Linked DNA regions of Bos taurus: region 2 is linked to region 1. The links are chromatin contacts, called in public Hi-C maps. All regions are on one chromosome and are shown on one strand. Each heading gives the region's core, a stretch centred on a gene start, on an enhancer-like site or on the middle of the called end of the contact. The rest is flanking DNA. Distances are from core to core; before and after follow the strand shown.

Region 1 (5,389 bases), core at 1,620-4,119:
TTAACCCAACAAATAGCACTTGAGCAATTAACCATCTACCCTCTGAGAGAATGATCATAAAAGGGCTTATTTGCCAGGAGAACCTCAAGAGAAAGCTGCAAGGCTGAATTCAAGCAACCCTTCCCTTGAGGGGCCCTTCCTCAACCCAGACTGTTTCCCATCCTTTCCTCTTTGCTACGTTTTTTTTTTTTTTTTTATCTTTTATTTCTCCAGGCCAGAATGCTGGAGCGGGTAGCTGTTCCCTTCTCCAGAGGATCTTCCCAACCCAGCAATAGAACCAAGATCTCCTGCATTGCACGTGGATTCTTTACCAGCTGAGTATGAGGGAAGCCCGTGTTTAAATAGATACAACTTATTTAATCCACTAAGTTTTTTAAATGAACCAGTTTATTTGTTTTATTTTTAACTTAATTTTTATTTTATGTTCCAGTACAGTTTAATCAGGGCTCCCCAGGTGGCACTAGTGGTAAAGAATCCGCCCCCCAATGCAGGAGACGCAAGAGATGTGGGTTTGATCCTTGGGTTGGGAAGATCCCCGGGAGAAGGGAATGGCAACCTGCTCCAGTATTCTCGCCTGGAGAATCCTATGGACAGAGGAGCCTGGCAGGTTACAGTCCATGGGGTCGCAGAGAGTCGGACACGACTGAGTGACTAAACAACAGACAAGTACTGCAAATGCTCCCCGACCCCCATCACTCAGGATGCCGGTGCTGGACCCGGGAAAGGGTGGCGCAGCAGTGGCCTCACTGCCTGTAGGCTTATCCAAGAGCACTCCCAGGGACCTGTGCCAAACTCCTGTCCTCCACGTCCGTGAGAGTGCGTGTGGAATGCAGCCTGGTGCATGTCTGGCTGCAAGGGAGCAAGGGCAATAGGGTTCCAGCTTTGCAGGCTCTAAGATCAGAAAGGCACCCCTGGAAAGAGATGGAACTGGTTGGTAAGTGCCAGTGGACCCACCCAACAAAAACCCAGATAGCGTTTCTTATCCTCTAATGGACTAGGAACCTCAACCACTGGCAAGGGCCAAGCAGCCTTGAGAAACACGATTTATAGTAGCACTGAGCAAGACAAAGATTTTATTTTTTTGGCATTTATTTATTTATTTGGCTGCACTGGGTCTCAGTTGCATCATGCTGGGTCTTCGGTCTTCACTGTTGCATGTGGGATCCACTTCCATGACCAGGGATCAAACCCCAGCCCCCTGCATTGGGAGAATGGAGTCTTAGCCACTGGACCACCAGGCATGTCCCAAGATTTTGTTTTAAATTTACTTTCAGATTCTCTTAGGTTTTGGTGAAGCTCTCAAATATTATCTGCCTCCCCCAACACTAAATCTGCCTCTTACAGACACTCCTGAAATCAAAGCCTGATTGTGTAGGCATCTGAATGTTTTTTTAGGAAAGTTTTCATGTTTAAAATTTTAAAATCTATTTTACTTTTATTTAAAATTTTTAAAAGTTGAATACATTCACTTTTTGATTGCGCTAGATCTTCGTTGCTGTGTGCTGTGTTCTAGCTGTGGCGAGCGGAGGCGACTCTCTAGCTGTGGTGCACAGGCTTTTTCGTTGCGAGGCTTCTCTACTTGCAGGGCTCAGGCTCTAGGAGCACGGGCTTCAGCAGTTGCAGCATGCGGGCTCAATAGTTGTGGCACACGAGCTTAGCTGCCATGCAGCATGTGTGATCTCTCCAGACTAGGGATCAAACTCGTGCCCTGTCCCCTGCATTGGCAGGTGGATCCCTACTGCACCATCACAGAACTCCAGGAAGGTTCTCAAAGGTGCACAAGAACCTAAAAACACTGAGAAACACTGTGCTGAGGGTAGTGGGGTTCACCTATGACACCCCTGAGCCTGAGTGGAGGCAGGGCCTGTATGGGCTGATGGCCACTGTGAAGACAGACACCCCCAAGTGTGTGGTCCTGTGGGAGCCCCCAGCGCCCTCCACCCCAGGGTCCCTTGCTTATTGACCCTTTTCAGCTAAATGTGGGTGTGCATCATGGTCACCTGCAGAATTTGTTCACATACAGAATTCTGGTCCCCACCCTAACCCAGATCTACTTAGGGAAACCAATTTGACCAGATAGCCATATTTTTAACACACTTGATGACTGATTTAGATACAGCACCAAGTTTGGGGTCCAAGAGAAGTCTGTGCTTTGTTTCTTCTAGGTCCTGGCTTCCTCTCCTGGTACACCCTGCCCCATTCTGACTGCCATCATGGTGATTCAGGACAGTCAGGGTACCTGCCAGGGACAGGTGAGCACTCGTCAGCCACTCAGTGACCCATGGGGCCAGCGCCCAGCATGTGCACAGGCTCCTTATCTGGAAAAATGAAGGCTATCACTCATAGGAGGTACCAGGGAGGAATGACTCACATCAAGAACCTTGAAATCTGCAGATAAAAGGCAGCACCGATTCCCCACTGGAACTGCAGTCACAGAGACCACTCTTCTAGGTGGGCACGAGGTCCTTGCAGACCATCTGTGTGTGAAAACACCCGCCGCTCCACAGTCAACCCGTCTGTGCCCTTCACCATCAAAGTCACCATCCCCACTGGGTGTTAGTCACTCAGTCGTGTCCGACTCTGTGTGACCCCATGGACTGGAGCCCAGCAGGCTCCTCTGTCCGTGGGATTCTCCAGGCAAGAATACTGGAGCGGGTAGCCATGCCCTCCTCCGGGGGATCTTTGTGATCCGGGAACTGAACCCAGGTCACCATCCCTACACCACGCTGCAAAGACACACTGTTGCGTGAGGACCACTGCAGGGCATTTCTTCCCGAGTCTCACTCCAAATGTTTCTGCCTGGGATCAGCCCCAGCCATGGGACCTACTGGTTGCATTGAATGCTGTTGTCATGTCCCCGTGGACCTTACACTCTCTTTATTGCACTGAACAGCAGTCAGCACTCCAAGGGGTGAAGGGCACTGGATGACGCCCTCGCCAGGCGGCCAGATGTCGCCATGGGGCCAGCGGCTTTTATCCTGCGGCTGCTGAATTTCACGTATATCATATTTATCAGCGGGAACGTTGTCAGTTTTATAAATGGAAACTGAACAACCATAAATCATTCTGTGGGGAGGTAATTGTGGGGGACGAGGGGTAGGTCTGCTTGTCAGCCTGCCAGCCAGGTGTGTTCGTCCAGCAAGCAAGCAAATCTGCAGAGTGACCCCTGGCCCAGCTGATGCCCACCATTCTTTCTGCTGGGAGACACACCCTGGCAGACAGGGCAGAAGACATTCGCCAGCCTTGAAAGCTTCATTGGCCTGTTTATAAGATATTCTTATATTTCCCTGTTCTTTCCACAATGTCACGGTCACAGGATCAGAGTAACTAAACATATGTCTCAGAGCCTAAACATATACACAAGTATTACTCTTTGGTCTCCTACTTTGGGGTTATCCTGGTGGCTCAGACAGTAAAGAATCCACCAGCAATGCAGGAGATTCAGGTTTGATCCCTGAGTTGGGAAGATCCCCTGAAGAAGGAAATGGCAACCCACTCCAGTATTCTTGCCTAGAGAGTCCCATGGACAGAGGAGCCTGGCAGGTTACAGTCCATGGGGTTGCAAAGAGTCAGACATGACTGAGCGACAAACACTTTCACACTTTTACCTTACCTGCCTTCCATGCCCATCATTACAAGTTGATTTCCTCGAGGTCTAGTCTAACTTCTTCAAGTTTGTTTTATTTTCTGGCCTCAGCATGCAGCATGTGGGATCATAGTTCCCTGACCAGGGATTGAACCCATGCCCTCTGCAGAGGATGCACGCAGTCTTGACCACTGGACTGCCAGGGAAGTCCCAAGTTGAGATGATACTGCATGACTAATGGATTACACCCACCTCTGAGCATTTACTGTGTATACGCAGCGCAGGGACCTTCGGGAAGCCATGGTCTGGTGGACCCCACCAGATGGGAAACTTAGGGTCAAAGAGGTCAAGTACCTTGCTGGGGTTCCCCCAGCCAGTTAGTGGCAGAGCCAGAGTTAGAAATTACATTCAGTCTGTTTTCAAATTGAGATTCTTACAATAGGATGACGAGGGCTTCAGTAGACGGTGCCAGGGGCGAGGATCCCCGGAAAACATTCCAAAAATCGGGAGCTTCAATCCAACACCACTTTGTTGTGACAGCTTTTTCAAGGGCAGAGAATGTCAGGGAGTAAAAGACAGTCAAGAAAACAGCCTTCTTTCACTCTTCCCAAACAAGTTGTGTTTCTTTCTGAGCTATGTAGAAAGCATTTATAAAATTAACAAGCTGTTAGATTTTGAGGGGGCTATATTTTTTGCTATGAATTCCTGGGGGTCTTTGTCCTGTAGTTATTGAAATTTTCTTTGCTTTACGCATGATCAAGTTTTGTAGTTTTCCGATCATGTAAAAGAGTGAATGAACTCCTAAACATTCCTCACTCAAAGCTGTCTCTTCTTTCTCTCTAGATGTAATGTTCTCTTGAGAATGTTCTCACTGAGAATAATAATATAATCAGTTTTTTAAAAGTGTTTAAAACTGTCGTTCCCTTGGAGGCTTTCAGACTTGGGCGTGAGTCCGTGTTACCTGCAAGGCTTGTTCGAGCCAGACTGCCAGGCCCGACTCCCAATCTTCTGATTGAGCAGATCTGGGCTGCAGCCTGGTACAGGGCTGAGACTCCCACTTGGGCACCAGGTCACGGCTGCTCAGGGCTGCCCAACAAAAACAGGGTCCCAGCCTCTGCTTTTCCCACCCCCTCACTCACACCCCTCCCTCATCCACTCTCCCCGGGGGGTTGGCCCCCAATGCCGGGCCCTGCCTTCAGGGAGGTTAGACAGTCCCTGTCACCTGCAGCCGTCATCCGTCCCAGGGGTCGCTGACACAGAGCACAGGAGGGATCGGACGGCTCCTAACCCCATGGAACACACCAGGGTGGCCGCATTTCAGGTCAGGCCTGCCTCTAGGCCATCTGGGTTTTTCCGGTCCCTTGAATCACGTTCTGTGGGGTCCACATCTCTTCCGCATTCACACAGGCTAAGTTCCGCATTGCATGCTTGAGGCTACTGACCCAGATTCTACTTTCAAGAAAAAGGCACAATCAGGCACCTGTCAGACAAAAAGGCAAGTACAGGAAGCCGCTTCTGGGAGGTGGTGTGCCGTTGGCGCAGCTGAGAGGAACGGCAAGTTCCCGTCTCCAGGCTGGTCTCGCCCACGTCAAGCTCAGGTTTCTGCATGGGCAGAGACAGCAGCGGTGGTTTTTCTCCCCTTCTCTTCTCTCCAATCGAGTCCTGCGCTGCTTTCAAGTTACTCCTTGGGACGGACCCTGGACCTCTCTCAACCCACGCCCTCCTTTCATCTGCTCCGTCCGTCCCCACACCCTCCTCTGCCTCAACGTGACCTTTCCTCACCCAGACTGCATTCTGGTCCCT
Region 2 (5,389 bases), core at 1,738-4,237, 590 kb before region 1:
CTCCAGGGAATCCGTTTGTCCTTTTGCTCTCTGAGTTAAATAAGCAAGTGTTGAGCACGAAAAGTTGAGTTGAGTATGTTTGCAGAGCATTGATTTTTAATAAAAGTGGGTATAAAGGCCAGGAGAGAGATATAACATGCTACTAAAGTGCAGACCAATGAGTCTTCAAACACTCGCAGCTTCCGGCAAGTGGGTCATAAACGTAGCAGAATGAGTGTGAGTGAAGAGTGCTGGTGCTGGGCAGGACTGACCGGAGGAGGAGGATGCGGGCCTTGGGGCTACTGAGCTGGGATCAGGACCCCAGTCCCTGGGGGCAGAAAGGACCAGGCTGTACAGGGTAGCGAGGCTGGTGTGGGCGGGAGGGATGCTAAAGAAAGGACCATTCTGAAAACACAAAAGGACAGGGACGGGATGAGCTGGGTTCTGAAGGCAAGCTGAAACCCACCCTATCCCATCACTCCTGGTGGGCGACATTCTGTGGGGTCGAAAAGGGTCAGACACGGCTGAGCAGCTGGCACTTTCACTTTGAAGGGAATCTGGGGCTTCCCAGGTAGGACAGTTGACTTCGTGCAGAGGCTCTGTCTCCCCTGCTTGGGGTCCATTAGTCAAACAGGCCTCAGCTCTGACCCCTACCTGGCCTGAACCCAGGACACAGAGCACGTTGGGGGCAGCACCTCCTCTGTCCCTCCCTGTCAGTTGTATCTGCATCCAAGCCCTCGACTGTGAGATTCAAGGCTCTAGAGAAGCTGTCTCTGCTCCAAGCCCCAGGTGAGCCTGTCACAGGAGAGGACCCATTGTCATAAATCCTGGAGGTGATGCGGACACGCTGAGGAGCCCTGCCCTTGTGCCCAGCACCCCCTCACTCTGGGGGACAAAGTGAAGTGAAGTGGTGTCTCAGATGGTAAAGAATCCACCTGCAATACAGGAGACCTGGGTTCAATCCCTGGGTTGGGAAGATCCCCTGGAGAAGGGAATGGCTACCCACTCCAGTATTCTTGCCTGGAGAATTACATGAACAGAGGAGCCTGGTGGGCTACAGTCCATGGGGTTGCAAATCTCAATATCTCAATATCCTGGGGGCAAAGAGACACTCTCAAACTCATCAGAATGGGCCTCCCAGCAGAGCTTCACCCAGTGATTATTTTATGAGATTGTTATCACCTGCAGCCACGGGATTAATAAAAACTGAGGGTAATAAAAGAAATCATGAAGGAAACTAATGCTGTCAACTGTGTCATAAAAATGGGACTTCCCTGGTGGCTCAGTGGTAAAGAATCCGCCTGCTAGTGCAGGAGACTCCAGTTCGATCCCTGGGTTGGGAAGTTCCCCTGGAGGAGGGCATGGCAACCCACTCAAGTATTTTGCCCGGAGAATCCCATGGACAGAGGAGTCTGATGGGCTACTGTCCATGGGGTTGCAAAGAGTCAGACACAACTGATCAACTGAGCATGTGACATAAAAGAGAGGAAGAAGGCTTCGTCTGTAGTGACGTATTCTCCCATCACGCAAACTCAGGAATGAGGGCCAGGAGGAAGGGAGCATAAAGGAGGCAGTGTTAGATGCAGGCCACTCACTAGCCTGGGTGCCTGCCTGGCAACAGCACCTGTGCCCTGCGCAAAACCAAAGGGCCGCCCACAAATGCCCTGGGGGTGCAAGGGGGAGGGGCTTCAGATCTAGCCTTTGTTTAAGCCCCCTCCCCAGGAGGAAGCTGCTCCCATGGCCACCCCCACTGCCTGGATTACAGAGAGGGAGGGGCCGTGAGTGCAGCCTCCCCCTCACCACCCTCGGGTGGAGGGGCTCACGTGATGCACACAGGTGGACGCGCGTCTGAACCAAGAGTCCCCTCTTGTTCTGCACAGACACCAACCCCAAGCAGAGCCAGATTTCCCAGCAACACAGAAGGGGCCCCAGCGTCACCCCGGTGACATCCCTGTACTTGCAGCAGGCCCAGGAGTTCCCTGGAGTGACCCAAAGGAAAGGGTAGCCCTGCCCAGCCCAGTGCAGCCTGGGCACCAACTTCAGGGAAAAATGGAGCGTGGACTGCGGTTCAGACCTGGCCCTGGGCAGACCCCACCTGGAGGAGGGGAAGGAGTTTCAGGCCTTAAATAAGATGGGCAGTCTAGAGAAGGCCGCTGGCTCAAGGGCAAGGTCTAGGAGGCGGCCGGTTAGGGGAGGCAGTGGGAAAGCAGACAGTGGGGGCAGAGGCGGGCAGCATCGTGTGAACAGCACTGCACACGGGTGAGTTGGGGCTGGGGAGGCACGGGGATTTTGTACCGAGTGACTGGGTCAGGGCCAGGTGTTCCTGTAAAACCTGACTCGTTCAAGGGAGGCCATCTGGGCAGGTGGCCCTGGGCCCCATCCCCACCCTTGCCAACTTTCTTTGATTGCCGAGAACTGGGTTATGGTCATCAGGAAGCCGGGAGATGCTACTGGGAAAGTCAACTCGCTTTCGCAACAGGTGCATCGACCATCTCCGGCAGGTCTCAGCAACTCTGAGGACAAACAGGAGGAGGTGGGTTTCAAGAAGGAGACAGGGTTTCAGAACAGGAAGCCTGATCTGGCCCAGCTGTTTAGAGCCTGAGCAGAGGCCCCCCAGGGGCACGGCTGTGACTCATCCTGGCCTCTTCACCATCCAACTCGGAGGTTTCACCTCTTGGCCTGGCCTTCCTGTGCCCCAGTTCCGTCTTGGGTTTTCTCCCCTAGGAGATGTTGGGTGCTCAGGGCCTCCAGTAGCTCAAGGGACGGGGTACCAGCCACCCAGATGACCCAAGTTTCCCAGGAGAGGCCTGTGTCCTACATCCAGCAAGGGTGAGTTGGAGCCAAGTGGCCACCCATCAGTATGCAATCCAAACACCCACCAAGGCCCCTTGGCCAGTAATAAACCCAGCTGGATGCAAAAACAGGCCCGAGAGCCCAGGATACAGCCCTGCCCAGGTAATGATTAACGGGCAGCTCAGGGCCCTGGAGGTCACACTGATAATGAGAAAGTTTCCCTGAGCTATCTCAAGTGCAGAGGGCCCTGGGGAGGGGCCCTGCTGGCGCCCGACTCTGACTCCAGCTAACGCTTCCTGCCTCTCCAGGGTGTGCTCACTTCAATGACCCAACGTGGCCCTGCCCACAGGTACAGGGGCCTGACGTCAGGAGCCTGGGGACATGGCCCTGGTAAAGTCCACAGTGAGGACGCCAATGGGGGGCGTCCTCTAGGAGGCGGCTTTTCCCCGGACCCAATACAGATAAGCCCTTCCAAGATGAGAAGGCTTCGTGGCTTCTTATCTTTATGGCTTGCCAGTCCTGAGCCTTGGAGGGCCTCTCTCCAAGAGGAGTGAAACTCAGAAAGGATTTTCAGCAGGACTTTCAGCTTTTTTTTTTTTTTTGAAAAGCACTTTGGCATCTTGCAATGAAATTCTCCAACAACTTTCTTCCAAATTCCTGAACAACCTCAAATGCAGAACAAGTGAAGATGGCTAAGACCCTGATTTGGGTCTATCATGGCGCTTTGCAGAGTGCAGGAGAATCCTTTCACTGGGGAGGCAAGGCCAACAGAGAAGAAATAACAATAAAAAGGACTCTAAGAGACTTCTCTGGTGGTGTAGCAGCTAAGACTCCTTGCCCCCAGTGCAGGGGGCCTGGGTTCCATCCCTGGTCAGGAAACTAGATCCCACATGCCACAACTAAGAATTCTCAAGTGTGAGTGCTAAGTCACTTCAGTCGTGTCCAACTCTTTGTGACCCCATGGACTGTAACCTGCCAGGCTCCTCTGGCAGGGATTCTCCTCTGTCCATGGGATTCTTCAGGCAAGAATACTGGAGTGGGTTGCCATGCCCTTCTCCAAGGATCTTCCTGAGCCATTGGATCAAACCTGCATCTCTTTTTTTCTCCTGCACTGGCAGGCAAGTTCTTTACCACTAGCACCACTGGGAAGCCCAAGAGTTCTCATGCTGCAACCGAGACCCGGTGCAGTCAAATAAATTAATTATTTAAGATGAAGGGCGTACAAAGCCTCAGTGTTCTAGGAAAGCACAATGTCAGCAGAAGATGAATGGGGTCTCCCAATTTGCAAACAGATGTGAATACTCGCTGGAGGGCATTGTCAGGACGAAGACGGCGCCATGAGCCACCATCCCAGCTCTGGCTCCAACACCTTCTATCGAACCTTCTGCTGGGGTCCTCATCCACCCACGGAGTCCCAGCTCAGAGACATTTCAGTCTGTAATTCTTTTACCTTCCACTCCACCGGCCCCTCTGAACTGACAGCAAGGATCAGAAGCACCTTTCTTGCCAAGGACAGAAGCTAGGGGACTCTTGGAACACTTTCCAAGCTCTCCTTGCAGAACAGGAGCGGTGTACTGTTCCTTGAAAAAGCTGATCCTGATTCCTGCCGGCACACCCGTCACCTGGCACTCCAGGCGGTCCCCGGATGTCATCAAATATTGACATCCTGTCCTGGTGAGCGGGCAGCCAGCTCTGGGATCCTCTAACCTCAGGAGGCCACCCGCTGAGCTATGTGCTCAGAGCCTTTTATCTGCGATCTAATTCATCAGCTAGCTTGTACCAAGACCCCACCTCATCTCTCCAGTCAGGGTCTACTGGGCAAGTGACTCTTTCCCCTTCTTCAGATGAGTATGATCACGCCGATCTTCTCTCAAATATGTTGTACTTAAAAGTGCCCACAGAGACGTCCCTGGTGGTCCAGTGGTTAAGAATCCACCTGCCAATGCAGGGGGCAACAAGTTCCACCCCTGTTCAGGGAAGATCCCACGTGCTTTGGAGCAAATAAGCTTCAAGCCACAACTACTGAGCCTGTGAGTCACAACGACCGAGTTGCAACTACTGAAGCCCGAGCACCCGAGAGCCCGTGCTCTGCCACAAAGAGAAGCCACAGCCATGAGAAGCCCACACGCTGCAACGAGAGACTAGCCCCTGGTCGCCACAGATAGAGGAAGTCTGTACACAGCAACAAAGACCAGTGCAGCTATCAACGAGTAAACAAATTTTTAAAATAAAATTTCAAAAATAAATAAAATGTATTAAAATATAAACAAGCAAACTATAAAATAAATAAATAAATAAAACACTATGTGCCGTTGATGGAAATAACACCACCTCCTGTAAAGGAAGCAGTCTGGACCAAGAAAAAAAAACAAGCCCTATCAAGTTTCCAGATCTACCAACTAGTGTACAGGAAATACAGGACTAGAGGAAAATACTAAATGACACCCAGGGCTGCACGTGGCAGCATCTAGAACATTGGAAACCGTATACTGATTGATCTCTATCCTTGCTGGGTACATGGCGGGGGTGGGGGGGTCACTGTATTATTTACTCTGTTTCTCTGAATGTGCAAAATTTTGATAATAAGGCTTAAAAATAACTACAAGTATTTGGCACA

The links. Hi-C and Micro-C count contacts between places; a contact is called where the count stands out from the background.
Region 2: a contact with region 1 is called in a Hi-C map of liver, with 2.4 times the contacts expected there. The contact joins two enhancer-like sites. A contact is called at or near these places in 2 of 11 Hi-C or Micro-C datasets (liver and skeletal muscle).

What each region holds. Positions count from the first base shown.
Region 1 is chr12:32,165,206-32,170,594 of ARS-UCD2.0, reverse strand. No RefSeq gene overlaps it. Among named protein-coding and RNA genes, the nearest start is that of TRNAC-GCA, 10 kb to the right of the region's middle. Within about 2 kb of position 2,869, at least 3 of the 102 cell types and tissues checked have an H3K27ac peak or open chromatin away from gene starts, as enhancers often do. A contact at or near this core is called in liver, where this site is marked.
Region 2 is chr12:32,755,184-32,760,572 of ARS-UCD2.0, reverse strand. No RefSeq gene overlaps it. Among named protein-coding and RNA genes, the nearest start is that of USP12, 100 kb to the right of the region's middle. Within about 2 kb of position 2,987, at least 12 of the 102 cell types and tissues checked have an H3K27ac peak or open chromatin away from gene starts, as enhancers often do. A contact at or near this core is called in liver, where this site is marked.